Linked DNA regions of Pan troglodytes: region 2 is linked to region 1. A link is a contact called in public HiChIP or PLAC-seq data. All regions are on one chromosome and are shown on one strand. Each heading gives the region's core, a stretch centred on a gene start, on an enhancer-like site or on the middle of the called end of the contact. The rest is flanking DNA. Distances are from core to core; before and after follow the strand shown.

What was found. HiChIP or PLAC-seq counts read pairs in DNA pulled down with a chosen protein or histone mark.
Region 2: an H3K4me3 HiChIP or PLAC-seq map of stem cell-derived excitatory neurons shows a contact between it and region 1, with 6 times the contacts expected there. The contact joins the promoter of SLC17A5 here to the promoter of EEF1A1 in region 1. A contact is called at or near these places in 1 of 7 Hi-C or Micro-C datasets (stem cell-derived neural progenitor cells) and 1 of 1 datasets of contacts at active chromatin or transcription factors (stem cell-derived excitatory neurons).

What each region holds. Positions count from the first base shown.
Region 1 is chr5:85,462,641-85,465,340 of NHGRI_mPanTro3-v2.0_pri, forward strand. EEF1A1 (eukaryotic translation elongation factor 1 alpha 1) reads right to left here and starts at 1,340. Exons shown (of 8, transcript NM_001009165.1): 1 at 1,308-1,340; 2 at 190-363. The coding sequence starts at 333.
Region 2 is chr5:85,593,617-85,596,504 of NHGRI_mPanTro3-v2.0_pri, forward strand. It overlaps SLC17A5 (solute carrier family 17 member 5), which reads right to left and starts at 1,628. Exons shown (of 11, transcript XM_009451561.5): 1 at 1,341-1,628. The coding sequence starts at 1,434.

The DNA.
Region 1 (2,700 bases), core at 90-2,589:
ATTAACATCCAAATCTACTCACTAGCAATACGATTACAGAAGTCACCAAAAGCAAAACTATTTCATAAGTAAGGTCTTAACTATTAGCATTCAGATCTAAACCACTCCCTAGTTCTGGGGAAATCACCTAATGATTCTGCTGGTAAAACTCATTTTAGTTGATCTTTCCCTTTCTGGTATTAAACATACCTCAGCAGCCTCCTTCTCAAATTTTTCAATGGTTCTTTTGTCGATGCCACCGCATTTATAGATCAGATGGCCAGTAGTGGTGGACTTGCCCGAATCTACGTGTCCAATGACGACAATGTTGATATGAGTCTTTTCCTTTCCCATTTTGGCTTTTAGGGGTAGTTTTCACGACACCTGAAATGGAAGAAAAAAACTTTGAACCACTGTCTGAGGCTTGAGAATGAGGCAAGATCCAAACTCAAAAAGGGCAAATTCCAAGGAGAATTACATCAAGTGCCAAGCTGGCCTAACTCTTCAGTCTCCACCCACTCAGTGTGGGGAAACTCCATCGCATAAAACCCCTCCCCCCAACCTAAAGACGACGTACTCCAAAAGCTCGAGAACTAATCGAGGTGCCTGGACGGCGCCCGGTACTCCGTGGAGTCACATGAAGCGACGGCTGAGGAAGGAAAGGCCCTTTTCCTTTGTGTGGGTGACTCACCCGCCCGCTCTCCCGGGCGCCGCGTCCTCCATTTTGAGCTCCCTGCAGCAGGGCCGGGAAGCGGCCATCTTTCCGCTCACGCAACTGGTGCCGACCGGGCCAGCCTTGCCGCCCAGGGCGGGGCGATACACGGCGGCGCGAGGCCAGGCACCAGAGCAGGCCGGCCAGTTTGAGACTACCCCCGTCCGATTCTCGGTGGCCGCGCTCGCAGGCCCCGCCTCGCCGAACATGTGCGCTGGGACGCACGGGCCCCGTCGCCGCCCGCGGCCCCAAAAACCGAAATACCAGTGTGCAGATCGTGGCCCGCATTTACAAGACTATCTCGCCAGAAAAAAGCGTCGCAGCTGGTTATCAAAAATTTTAAATGGCTAGAGACTTAGCGAAAGCAGCGAGACAGGCGCGAAGGTGCCACCAGATTCGCACGCGGCGGCCCCAGCGCCCAAGCCAGGCCTCAACTCAAGCACGAGGCGAAGGGGCTCCTTAAGCGCAAGGCCTCGAACTCTCCCACCCACTTCCAACCCGAAGCTCGGGATCAAGAATCACGTACTGCAGCCAGGGGCGTGGAAGTAATTCAAGGCACGCAAGGGCCATAACCCGTAAAGAGGCCAGGCCCGCGGGAACCACACACGGCACTTACCTGTGTTCTGGCGGCAAACCCGTTGCGAAAAAGAACGTTCACGGCGACTACTGCACTTATATACGGTTCTCCCCCACCCTCGGGAAAAAGGCGGAGCCAGTACACGACATCACTTTCCCAGTTTACCCCGCGCCACCTTCTCTAGGCACCGGTTCAATTGCCGACCCCTCCCCCCAACTTGTCGGGGACTGTGGGCGATGTGCGCTCTGCCCACTGACGGGAACCGGAGCCTCACGCATGCTCTTCTCCACCTCAGTGATGACGAGAGCGGGCGGGTGAGGGGGCGGGAACGCAGCGATCTCTGGGTTCTACGTTAGTGGGAGTTTAACGACGGTCCCTGGGATTCCCCAAGGCAGGGGCGAGTCCTTTTGTATGAATTACTCTCAGCTCCGGTCGGGGCGGGTTGGGGGGGTGGTGACGGGGAGGCCGCCTGGAAGGGACGTGCAGAATCTTCCCTCTACCATTGCTGGCTTAGCTCCAAAGGTTGTATTGAGATTAGGGTGTACCTTCGCCTCTCAATCAGCCTCCTGTCCTCAGCCTTGCCATCTCGCTAGTCCGGGACAAATCCCTAGAGCGTCTTCCTCTGCGGGTCTCAGCCCAGCCCGGGGTTGGCTCCTCCTCCGCCCCGGCTTCCGCGCCCCTCCCGTGTGGCAAGGAGTACCAGGCCCGGGGACCCCGAGGGGCTTGGGGCGAAGGGTCGGGACTGGGGGCCTCCTTAACGGCTCACGGACTTGCGAGAGGTTCGGCTCGATGGCCGTGAAAGCGACGAATCCGCTCCTGTTCTGGCCTCTTGGCTCCTTCCATTCAAAGCCAGCTGCTTTTATGGAAGCCCGTAACACGTCATCTCCCCCTGGTACTCCAGATGTCCAGGCTTTCAGTTTAGAATAGACTCAGTCCTACAGTTAGCTTTAGATCTAATTCTAGTTTTGTTACGCCAAAAAGTTCCTGCGAGTGTGTGTGTGTGCCTCATGGTACTTTTTAAATTAAAAGGTGTACAGTCATTTGATTGCAAACATAAGGAACCTAAAATGCTTTCAGATTTTCCACATGATCTCATGTAGAGACTAAGATCTACAGCATCAGCAAGTTTATCCACCCAGTTTCCTAACCCCAACACTTGCTATGAAGTCACAGCTTCTCCTATTTAAATAAGTGCCTATTATATTTAAATAAGTGCTGTCGTTTTCTGTCATCCTATAGATTGTAACTGCATTTTAGCATAAATCTAGGGCAAGATTGGATGAGCTTGGCCTTTTTGGATGGCTATCAAGGCAGGCCTTGGGAAATGCTCCTCTGAGGAAAGAAGAACGTTTATTTTTAATGAGCTAATTACTAGATCATTATGTTTCTTCTTCCAGCTGTAGAATATCATTGCCCAGCTTCTCGAACAAAC
Region 2 (2,888 bases), core at 378-2,877, 130 kb after region 1:
TAGTGCCTCGTTGTAATTTTAGTCTGTATTTTCCTGAGAATAATGTTTAACATTTGTGCTAAATTTTGATTATACATATACATATTTTTCAATTGTAACAATGTAATAATCTCTGGCAAATATCTTTATTATAATTTTTATTTCTATATTTCTATATTATTTTATGAGGAATATTATACAATTTGAACACTACAAGCCACAGAAAATGATCAGTTTATGGAACTAAGTCCGACTTCCAGGTAAAACGTAACTATGGTATGGTATTTACAGTTTGTGTTGACTAAAATAAGCTCCCAGCTGCCAGATGGAGCTGTAATGTTGCCACCTCTACTGCCACCATCTGGTAACATTAAAAACAAATAAAAATATAGAAACTATACAATTCTGGGTCAGCCAAAGTCAAATTTCCAACACAACTCTTTCTCACACACAGATCTTTGAAACTGTAGAATGCATTCAAACTGATTTGTTCTTTAGTTTTCGTTACTTTCAAATAAACTATATTACAAAAGTGTCAAATAGCAAAATATTTTAATTTTCTCAAATTCAGGGAAGATGCTTTACGACGTACCTGCTTTTCGATTTGTTCCAAGACCTTTGGCAAATTACCTTAGAACTCCATAGGTATCTTGAGGATAACTGAACCTTTTCCTAACTTAAATCATAGACTGCCAGACGGAAAAAAAAATGTCCTCGATGTTTTTAGTCTCTTACTGCACAATGTCAAGATATTAGCTGGGTTATACAATAGTTGCCCTCTGCATACTCACAAATGTTAACTCCAGTCCTTTTTTGTCTTCCCTCCCCGCCTAAGAAGCTACCAGGTCACATGCTGGCGGATACGCAGTGGCGGAAACCTAGCGGTGACAGGGAAGGACAGCCCTCTGCCTACTGATCTGCAGGTTTCTCCTCCAGTTTGCTCTTACACCGGGTCCTCCGCTCGGACCTTAGCCCATTCATTTGATGATTCTCTCCCAGTTCGTTCTTCCACTGGGTCCCTTGCTCAGCACCACCCAAAATAACCACCAGCGCAGCGCCGGCTGCACCGCCGCTCCCCGCCCCCGCCCCCGCCCCCGCCCCGTGGGGCTGCACCTGCCGAGGCCCCGGCTCGGCTCCGCGATCACGGTCGCGGCCCCCGGGGTCCCCGAGGGGCTTCTGCGCACCGAGGCAGGCGGGACTGAGCGGCACTCTGAACGGGCTCCCCTCTTAATGTCCCCTCGCGCCTGAGCAGTTCCGGTCCCGCCGGCGCAGGGTGCGGGTACCCGGGCCATGCCGGCCCAGAGACCGCCGCCCCCGGGACCGCCGCCCACTCGAAGCCCCTGGACGACCCCGCCGCTTACCGGCTTCGGCCAGTGGGGCGCCCGGTAGAAGAGGCGTGCGGTCCGTGCTCTCCTCGCCATCATTCCGGGCCAGGTCTCGAACCGGAGACCTCATGACGCCTACGTGGAGCAGGTGTACTCGCCACCTGGCAGAGAAGGGTGCGCCGGCCCGACAGCCCGAAGCCCCCGGGCCGAGCTGGCTGGACCGGGCGGGGCGGGGGCGATGACACCGCCCCGCGGCCACGTCTAGTCCCCGCGGTCCCGCCCAGAGGCGGCCGCGCCGACTCCGCCCCCGCCGCCATCTTAGGTGTGGGCAACTCTGGCTTGGGTTGGACTAGGGAAGCGGAGTTCTGGGAGTTCTCGTAGGATTGGCGCAAAGTGAGCTCGCCCCGCCGGTCTACGCATGCCGGGGAGCCGGTGTTCAGACGACTGTCTCCCGCTCCTGCACCCCCTTGTAAAGTGCAGGGGCCACCCTGCCCGCAGCGAGGATGAGTGGGGGCTTGCGGGCGGGCAGTGGGGACTTGAATTGCACATAATTAAGGGGAGGGCTTCGACCGAACTAGGGAAGTGGGTGGTGTGCATTTCACAATTTGACATTCACTTGTTAGCAGTCAGTTGCCATACTGTTAGCAACCTTTGTACTATCTACCTCGTGACTGTGACAGCATATTGTCCCTAAAATAGCTTTTTTTTTTTTTTTTTTTGGTCTCCCAGACAGGGTCTTGCTCTGTTGCCCAAGCTGGAATGCAGTGGCGCAATCGCAGCTCACTGCAACCTCCAACTCCTGGACTCAAGCGATTCTCTTCAGCTCCCCCAAGTAGCTGGGACTACAGGGGCATGCCACCACATCTGGCTAATTTTGTTTCTACTTTTTATTTTTGTAGAGGCGTGGTCTTATTATATTGCCCAGGCTGGTTTCGAACTCCTGGGCTCAAGCAATCCTCCTCGGCCTCCCAAAGTGCTGGGATTACAGGCGTGAGCCACTGCTCCTGGTCCTAAAATAGCTTTTAGGCGGAAAAACAGCAATGGAAATTTGTTGAGTCCTATGATGTTGCTGGTTTTATAGGTAAAAATAATCAACATAGGTAGTTTCAAATGGTTCGACCTATGGAATCCTCTGATGTATGTGTGCATGTTATATCTCCACGATAGAATTTGGATAGATTGTGCTAGCATTTGCGGACTCTGAAAGTGAAACTAGGAAAACCCAGCTCGCCTTGGCAGGGCAGATCTGGATCCGCCAATAAAGGCTGTCTCTGTGGAGGTAGAAAATAAGATGTAGATGCTCTCGGAGAGTTTGGTGTAGACAGGGAAGACCCGCAAGCCACTAATTCAGCAAACCAGGTTAGAAGCTTAGTGAGGTCCACGTGAGAACAAAGGGGAGGGTCCTTTACCTAGAAGGGAGGGCGAGGATTTCTGTAGGCATCCCTACCTCCAGATCAGTAAATGCTAGGAAAGTTCTCAAGTTAAAGCAGCAAATCAAGCCTTGTTTCTGAGTTACTGAATTACCATGTAGATTTTTACACTCTCTAAGGGTTGTAGAAAAATGCAATTTTCAAACTTGATTAT